Regions from separate parts of the Zea mays genome. Here region 1 is linked to region 2. A link is a contact called in public Hi-C data. All regions are on one chromosome and are shown on one strand. The core of a region is the stretch at or near the end of the contact, and the rest is flanking DNA. Distances in the headings are between cores, read along the strand shown. Region 1 holds the start of LOC100281806 (Heat shock cognate 70 kDa protein 2). Region 2 has its middle 79 kb from the start of LOC100281806.

Region 1 (4,423 bases), core at 423-2,922, 79 kb before region 2:
GCCGGAGGGATGCCAGAGAGCTCGAACTTGCCGAGCAGATTGTTGTCTTTGGTCCTGGCCCTCTCACCTTCGTACACCTGGATGAGCACGCCGGGCTGGTTGTCGGAGTAAGTGGAGAAGACCTGCTCCTTCTTTGTCGGGATGGTGGTGTTCCTGGGGATGAGCACAGTCATGACGCCTCCGGCCGTCTCCAGGCCGAGCGAGAGCGGCGAGACGTCGAGCAGGAGCAGATCCTGAACCTTCTCGTTGCCCTCGCCAGTGAGGATGGCGGCCTGGACGGCCGCGCCGTACGCGACAGCCTCGTCTGGGTTGATGCTCTTGCACAGCTCCTTGCCGTTGAAGAAGTCCTGGAGCAGCTGCTGCACGCGGGGGATGCGAGTGGAGCCGCCCACGAGAACGACGTCGTGCACGCTGCTCTTGTCCATCTTGGCGTCGCGGAGGCACTTCTCCACGGGCTCCATGCACTTGCGGAAGAGGTCCATGTTGAGCTCCTCGAACCGGGCACGGGTGATGGTCGTGTAGAAGTCGATGCCCTCATAGAGCGAGTCGATCTCGATGGTGGTTTGGGCGGTGGAGGAGAGCGTCCTCTTAGCCCTCTCGCAGGCGGTCCTCAGCCGCCGGAGCGCCCTGGGGTTGCCAGTGATGTCCTTCTTGTTCTTCCTCTTGAACTCCTGGACGAAGTGGTTCACGAGCCGGTTGTCGAAGTCCTCGCCTCCCAGGTGGGTATCGCCGGCGGTGGCCTTGACCTCAAAGATGCCCTCCTCGATGGTGAGGAGCGAGACGTCAAAGGTACCGCCGCCGAGGTCGAAGATGAGGACGTTCTTCTCGCCGTCGCTGCTCGACTTCTTGTCGAGCCCGTATGCGATGGCCGCGGCGGTGGGCTCGTTGATGATGCGCATGACGTTGAGGCCGGAGATGACGCCGGCGTCCTTGGTGGCCTGGCGCTGGGAGTCGTTGAAGTAGGCCGGGACGGTGACGACAGCGTTCTTGATGGTGGTGCCGAGGTAAGCCTCGGCCGTCTCCTTCATCTTGTTCAGGATCATGGAGCTGATCTCCTCGGCCGAGAACTGTTTCTCCTCGCCCCTGAACTGCACCCCGATCATGGGCTTGTCGCCGGAGCCCGGGATCACCTTGAAAGGCCATAGCTTGGCGTCACTCTGCACCGACGCGTCAGAGAAGCGCCGGCCGATGAGCCGCTTCGCGTCTGCAAATGCGCGCAAACGGATCAACAAACCACACAGCGTATTAGTCCCACACCCACACCCAAACCCCGTGTATTAATGGATCGAACAAACAGATAAACAGCGCACGTAACAAAAGATTGGTGATGATCGGCTTACCGAAGACGGTGTTGATGGGGTTCATGGCGACCTGGTTCTTGGCGGCGTCGCCGACGAGCCTCTCCGAATCGGTGAACGCGACATAAGACGGCGTTGTACGGTTGCCCTGGTCGTTGGCGATGATCTCGACTCGGTCATGCTGCCACACCCCGACGCACGAGTAGGTCGTACCGAGGTCGATGCCGATCGCCGGCCCGTCTCCTTTTCCGGCCATGGAGACGCTCTCGTCGAGAGTATCGTGAAGAAGGGGGAAAATACCTCCTGGACTCGCAGAGTATGCACGCGTACGTGGAGGAAATGAGGAATTAAGGAAGAACGAGGAATGGGTGGACGAGGAGGAAGGAGACGATGTGGGACTGGATTTAAAGGTTTGTGTGGCCGGGAGGGGTTCTAGAATGTTCCGGCACGTCACGGCCGTCGACACGGGCACGTCGTGGGGAACTTGGATCCATTCGTGAGGGTGGGGATTCTAGAGTGTACAGGAAGGTTCTCGAAATGGAGACTTTCCCTCCCGCGTCGCCGGTGACTGGTGGTTCATGCGTTGCTTCGGCGTGTTGCCGTGTTGGGTTCGATCCCATTTCGGAGGCCGCCGAGTTTGACCGGAACAGAGCAGCTACGAATTCCTTCGAAATTCGGAAGCCCAGTAGGAGGCTTCTTGCTCAAGTTGGGTCCGTTTGTGTAACCCAGTCCCAATCATGTGCCATGGCCCATGGTATAGTGGCATGTACTAACATTTTAAAAAAACCCGAAAATATATTGTTCCAGAATAAATTTTTTTAAAGTGAAGGTACTGTAGGAAGGTCCTACAGTAATTTTATTAACTCAAAAAAAACCAAAGTCATGAGAAGAAAAGGAAAATTACAAAGAAAGGGAAGAAAAAGCAGGGGAAGAGTTACAGCCCTAAATGATGTAACCAAATGGAAATTTCCTCCTTAAGATTAGGCTTGACTCGATGACACAACAGGAAAATTTCGTTCCTGAACATAGCCTTGCACTCAATAACTGAGGGAGGGATCTCGTTGAAAATCCAATTGTTTCTGCTCCTCCAGATGCACCACGTCATAATGATAATAGTTTCTAACCTCCAAGAGACTTGTAATCTCCTTCTAATCCTCATTAAGGTATGCAGGAGATCCGTTGTACGTGGCGGGAGGAAGCCCAAAAGTAACCAACATCTCCGAGCAAAGTTACATCTGAAGAAGAGATGAATAACCGTCTCTTCAATCTGAAGAATGCAATTATCGCAGGTGAAAGAGTCCAAAGGCATTGAACGTCGCTTGAGGAAGGAGCGAGTATTCAATCTATTTTTGAGCAATAACCAAAAAAACACCTTGTGTTTAGGTTGGCATTTAGATTTCCATAACCAAGAGAAGAGGGGGTGCGACTGATGGGTGCCAACCAAGTGAGAATAAACCTTCTGAGATGAAAACAGATTGGAAGAGGCACTGCAGGGCCAAATATCATTGTGATCATGCAACTGAAGATTAGCTAGAATGTCCTGAAGTGAAAGTAGTTGCCCGAACGCTTCAGCAGAAAGGGGAGTGTGGAACAATTCATTCGGAGAAGCCATCCGAGCTTGATTAATGTTGATCTCTCTGACAGAGGCAAAAGACTAAAGCTCCGGGAATCTTTTAGATGTGTGCAGACCATTCCAACGATCATGCCAAAGGAGAGTAGTTTTTCCATTTCCAATCTCCACTCGGGCTATTTCCTTAAATACATCTTGGATTTTGAGAATATCTTTCCACCAGAACGAACCAACCGGTTTAACTGAAGGCAAAGAATTGCTATAATGAGTGGCCCAGATAATGTTAACCCACGGGATGTTGACTCTATTAAAGAATTTATGGAGGCATTTCATAAGGAGCGCTTTATTTTGCAACTCAAGATTGATGACTCCAAGTACCCCTGGGTTTTTGGTTTGCAGACTGACTTCCAAGCAACTTGAGAAGGTTTTTTTTGCATTTATGTCTGTCCCTCTCCAAAGACAGTGCCGTCGAAGTTTGTTAATCTGTTTAATCACAGTTTTGGGGAGCTTCAGGGTGCACATGTAGTAAGTTGGAAGAGAAGAAAAATACCGTGTTGACCATTTGTAATCTACCAGCCTGAGATAAAAATATAGAAGTTGAAGCGAGTCTTCTTTCAATCTTCTGAATGAGAGGAAGGAATGCTTCCAATTTGGGTTTTTAAGCCCCAAAGGAAGCCCAAGATACGTGAAAGGCAAAGACCCAACCTTGCAGTGGAACGTATTAGCTAAAACTGTCATTTTCTGCTCTGAAACATTGATGGGATAAATATTAGATTTGTGATAATTCACATGGAGTCCTGTCGAGTCTGCAAATGAATTAAGCATCGCTTTAAGGAAGAAGAGTTGTCTAGGGCACGCTTCCAAAATCAGAATTGTATCATCTGCATACTGGATAACCGGAAAGTCAGATCCATAGGAAAGCGGGATTGGTAGCTTGAGGATGCCACAATCTTTGGCCTTGTTAATGATTGACTGAAGCAGATCTGCTGCTAGAACAAAGAGAAGGGGGGACAAGGGATCCCCCTGACGGACCCCACACCTGCAATGAAAACGTTTTCCCGGGACACCATTTAAAAGAACTTGCGAAGTGCTAGAGCCAAGAATCAAAGAGATCCAGTGTATCCATTTGTCCCCAAAACCCTTATGTCTCAAAATATCAATGATAGCTGCATGCTCTAATTTGTCAAAAGCTTTTTCAAAGTCCAATTTTAAGATGACCATTTCTTTACCCGACTTGTGACAGATAGAGATGTATTCAAAGGCCCATGCTAGACAGTCCTGAATTGTCCTTGCCTTGAGGAAGCCGTATTGATTCTGGTGGACTAATTTAGTAATAACTAGCTGCAGTCGATTAGCGAGAAGTTTAGTCAGGATTTTCATACTTGTGTTGAGGAGAGATATCTATCTATAATCGCCCATCGAGGCAGGAGAGCTGTGCTTAGGGATGAGAGTCACATAAGATCCATTAATACTTTCCATGCAGATTGATCCATCGTAAAACTTATCACAAAGCTCATAAAAGTCTGAAGCAATCACCGGCCAACATTTACGCACA
Region 2 (5,017 bases), core at 1,754-4,253:
TTAGAAGTGACGGACGGCATGTCGGAGCCGGAGGTGGAAGGCGATGAAGAATCGGTCTCGTAGTAGACCACTTTCTTCATTTTTTTTCTTGTCGCCACTCCGGTGCGACTTGACGCAGGGAGGTGATTCCTCCCTCTTCTTGTTGCCGGACTCTCCCGATGGAGCTTTCCCGTGGCTTGTGGCGGGCTTCTCGCCGGTCACCATCTCCTTCTTGGCGTGAGCTCCCAACATTACTTCGAGCGGTTAGACTCTAATGAAGTATCGGGCTCTGATACCAATTGAAAGTCGCCTAGAGGGGGGGTGGGGGTGAATAGGCAAATCTGAAATTTATAAACTTTAAGCACCACTACAAGCCGGGGTTAGCGTTAGAAATAAAAGCGAGTCCGAAAGAGAGGGCAAAAACAAATCACAAGCAAATGAAGAGTGTGACACTGCGATTTGTTTTACCGAGGTTCGGTTCTTGCAAACCTACTCCCCGTTGAGGTGGTCACAAAGACCGGGTCTCTTTCAACCCTTTCCCTCTCTCAAACGGTCACTTAGACCGAGTGAGCTTTTCTCCTCAATCAATTGGGACACTTAGTCCCCACAAGGACCACCACACAATTGGTGTCTCTTGCTTTGATTACAAAAGTCTTGGGAACAAGAAATGGGAAGAAGAAAAGCGATCCAAGCGCAAGAGCTCAAAGAACACGGGCAAAACTCTCTCTTCTAGTCACTAATTGCTTTGAGTGAAATTGGGACTTGGATAGGCTTTGATTCAATCTAATTATGTCTTGTATTGAATGCACTAGCTCTTGTATTGAATGTGTTGGCTGAAAAACTTGGATGCCTTGAAGTGTGGTGGTTGGGGGGGTATTCATAGCCCCAACCACTAAAGTGGTCGTTGGGAGGGGCTGCTGTCGATGGGCGCACCGGATAGTCCGGTGTGCCACCGGACACTGTCCGGTGCGCCAGCCACGTCACCCAACCGTTAGGGTTTGACCGTTGGAGCTCTGACAAGTGGGGCCACCGGACAGTCCGGTGGTGCACCGGACAGGCACTGTTCACTGTCCGGTGCGCCTTCTGGCGCCTGCTCTGACTCTGCGCGCAGTCCGCGCACTGTAGCATTGTCAGCCAACCGTTGCGCTGTCGACCGTTGCTCCACTTGACACACCAAACAGTCCGGTGAATTATAGTGGAGTGGCTCCCCAAAATCCCGAAGCTGAGCAGTTCAGACTTGATCTCCCTGGTGCACCGGACACTGTCCGGTGGCACACCGGACAGTCCGGTGCGCCAGACCAGGGCAGCCTTCGGTTGTCTTTTGCTCCTTTTTTTAAATCGTTTCTGGACTTTTTATTGGTTTGTGTTGAACCTTTGACACCTGTAGAACTTATAATCTAGAGCAAACTAATTAGTCCAATTATTTGTGTTGGGCAATTCAACCACCAAAATTATTTTAGGAAAAGGTTTAACCCTATTTCCCTTTCACCTTGTCTCACCCCTTTGTGGGTGGAGAAGAAGGGGCCAGTGATGTCATTAGTCCTAACAGCCACTCTGCCCCCCACACTATTTCCATCACCCAGTCACACCACACATCACTGAAACCTTTATTTTTCAACATTTGATATAGAAAGTGCCAATTTACCTTGTCATAGGCCTTTTCAAAGTTGATTTTGATCATCACACCACTTTGTTTTTTCCTCCTAACTTCATGAATGATCTCATGTAAAGAAGCCACACTATCCAAAATATAACAACCTTCAAGAAAACTAATTTGGAATCACTAATAACTTTGAAAATACAAGAGGCTAACCTGTTGTTCAAGACTTCACTAAAAATCTTGTAATAGACATTGAGAAGGATAATAGGACGGTAGTTTTTCATTTCATTTGCATTATCAACTTTCGGAATCAGAGTAATCACCCCATAATTTAGCCTTTCTATGTGAAGAACCCCCTTGTAAAAGTCCTCAAACATAGCTAGTAGTTCCCTTCTAATGAGGTCCCAAAAATCTTCGAAGAATTTAGAGGGTAAGCCATTAGGGTCTGGAGGACTATTATGATTGTGCGAGAAAACCACTTCCTTAATCTCTTTCTCACAGAAAGGAGAAGTAAGGAAGATTCTGTCTTCATCATTTAATCTATTCATGTCCATATTTCTCATATAAATATGAGAATTAGAAGGATGACCAAAGAGAACTTTGTAAAATTCAGTGGCAACCTCGTTAATTTCCTTATCTCCATGAATAACCACTGCATTACTATTCAAGGAGTGAATCCTAATCCTGCTTATTTTGCCTTTAGCTTTGAGATGGAGATATTTGGTATTTTCATCTCCTTCATGAACGTGTGTCTCTCTAGCCCTCTGTCTTAACTTAATCTCTTTCTCACTCATCACCTTCTTTAATGAGAACTCACAATCAAATTTCATACAAATGTCCACCGGATTTAAACCCACCGATTCACTCTTAACATCTAACTCATATTTTTTTTTTGAGTTAGCTCCTTCTTTCTGTTTTTAGAACTCCCCTCAAAATTGTAATTCCAAACCTTAAACATCTTTTAAGCCTTTTCACCTTCTCCTTCCAAATATCAATGCTCCCCTGTAAAGCCCAAAATTGGTAGAAAAATATATATAATAAAATAAATAAATAAATATATTTATAATAAGGTTTGAGATTTTGTTTGACCTTTGGAAATTATTAGGGCCTTTTCTTTTATAATCAATTAGGAATATTAAAATAGTCATGTGACCAATAAATAAATAAAATTTGCCTTGCATCACATGCTGGAGTTTTATTTGTTTGAGCATTTCAAATTGCGTGTGTGCAAATTTCAAACCAAAATTCAAAAATATAAATGTAGGAGATGGAAAAGAAAGAAAATAGAAAGCTAGAAAATAAAAAAGAGAGAGAAAAGTGCTCTACTATTAACATTGGGCCCCTTTCTCTGCCCTCGGCCCAGCCGAACCCCTGGGCATCGGCCTAGTGATGTTACCCGCCTGGCCCATGACCGAGTCGCTAGGGTATATCACTTACGTGTGGGTCCCATGTGACAGAAGCTTCTTCTGGATCGGTCGTTGGATCCTCCGATTCTCCTGTTGCCTGCCTCCTTCCTCGTGATACTCGCATGGACGCCTCCGAGAAACAAGCGCCAAAATCGGTCTGACCACCGGGGGCCGTTGCGCCATATCCGCCCGCCCTGACCAGCTCACCCGCGACTAAATCCCGAGCTCCCCGCATCGACCACTTTTCCCCATGGTCGTCGCCTCGTCGGTCCCTGTGCCTCCCTCTGCTCCACATGGCTAGCATGGGCCGGACGCCGAGATCCATGGCGAGCTCCCTCGCATCGTCGACTTTCCTCACCGGTCGTGGCTTCTCGACGCTCGTCCTCAAGCCCGACCGTGTCGGTCGTCCCTGACCCCACCTTGGCGCAGCGCCGCCAGCCGCCATGACATCGTCGTCTTCCGCCACCGAGCCATCGTCTCTGACCTCTGGTGTGTCCCTGCTCCCCTCCACGCGGGACCGCACGCCTTATCGCGGTCGCGTCTTGCTGTCCATGGAGCGACTCTCTACGCCATTCTTGCTTCTCTCGATGGCTCGCTGTTGCTTGTGGCCACCATATAGCTTCCTGCGCCCGCCATTTCAGCAACTCAGGCACGGACGCTCCCTATTCTTGTCGCATGGAGTGCTCCAGCAGTTCGACCTCATGGCCTTCGCCGGCTTAACCTCCACCGTGTGGGTCGCCGCCGCCACTGCTGGAGCTGGGAGGTAGAAGATGAGATTGTGGCCTTTGATCCGCAAATGGACGATAGTGATTTGGGCGAGTGTTGCCAATTCGGGCCATTGGATCTTGGCCGTAGATCGGCCGATGTGCGATCAAAGATTTGACCTCGGTGTGTCTGAATCGGAGCCGTGGGATTTCATCGGTCGGCTCAGGTGTGTTGGTGGGTTTAGATCTAATCTAGACCACCAGTTTCATATCGAACAGCTCACACGCCTTGTTACCCCTTCAGTCGTGCCAAAGTGCATATGAGCTCCTAGCTTTATAGGTATTCAACCCGCCATCCTACTTTTACAGTAGCATCCTCAGAATTAACTTTTGGAAGTGCAAATAGGCCCTCAGATTTTTCAAAAAGGTCCCTGGTGATTGAGTTAGATGTGTAGATCATATTAAAAACACCCTAAACTTCTTTAGCTCGTAACTTTCTCATTTTAACTCGATTTTAGTCCGTTCAAATTATGTTAGCTTCCTAATCAAATTTCTCATGCATTAGTGACATTGTTTTATCATGTAACATGATCTTAAAATAATTAAATACATACGTTTATAAGGTTAACTATACTAGCCCAAGCTAAAAGAAGTATTTTAATTTGGTTCCTCTGGAATCGACTAAAGTATGATCTTTAAGTATGTTATAAATTAGAGTAAAGTTGAGTTAGTTGTCTCTTTAATATCCTTTTTCATATAGTTTATATAATCAACATAGAATATGGTTTTACTTATTTAATCATGAAAATCTTTCGAAAATCATAACTCTTTGACCGTAAGCCCGATTTTAGTGATTCTCGAGCCTAGGATCTAGTTACAACGCGTAGAATATTATTATTCAGTTTGTGCTTATGTTTGGTGTGATGTTAATTTTTTTCCTATACCATGTTTGTCTGTATTGCTACGATTAGCAGCGAGGTTACGAGTCACCTGAAGATCATCCTGGTACCTAGAATCTCAAGTCCCAGGCAAGTTGTGCCCTTGATCACTTCTTTTACCCAATCATGTTCTTATTAATCATAATGATCTGCATAGGTTAATTTTGATGGGACCCAATAGGTTACCCTAGTTTGGCTATCTTTATACCTTGTTTTACCACTGCTTTTTTGGGTAGTACCTGCTATTGCTTTATGTGGTTTTGGGTATGGAGATATACATTATTCATGATCACACTTTTATTACCAGTTTGTTATTTACTGTTCATGATAAGGTCATTATGTTAATTGGAACATGGAGAACCACCCGGGAAAACAGTGCTACCACAAGGA

Evidence for each region. A called contact is a pair of places that touch in the nucleus more often than the background predicts.
Region 1: a contact with region 2 is called in a Hi-C map of leaf, with 5 times the contacts expected there. The contact joins the promoter of LOC100281806 here to the enhancer-like site in region 2. A contact is called at or near these places in 3 of 25 Hi-C or Micro-C datasets (bundle sheath and leaf).

What each region holds. Positions count from the first base shown.
Region 1 is chr1:41,026,137-41,030,559 of Zm-B73-REFERENCE-NAM-5.0, reverse strand. It overlaps LOC100281806 (Heat shock cognate 70 kDa protein 2), which reads right to left and starts at 1,672. Exons shown (of 2, transcript NM_001154726.2): 1 at 1,341-1,672; 2 at 1-1,204. The coding sequence starts at 1,554.
Region 2 is chr1:40,947,532-40,952,548 of Zm-B73-REFERENCE-NAM-5.0, reverse strand. No RefSeq gene overlaps it. Among protein-coding and RNA genes, the nearest start is that of LOC100281806, 79 kb to the left of the region's middle. Within about 2 kb of position 3,003, at least 19 of the 20 cell types and tissues checked have an H3K27ac peak or open chromatin away from gene starts, as enhancers often do. A contact at or near this core is called in bundle sheath and leaf, where this site is marked.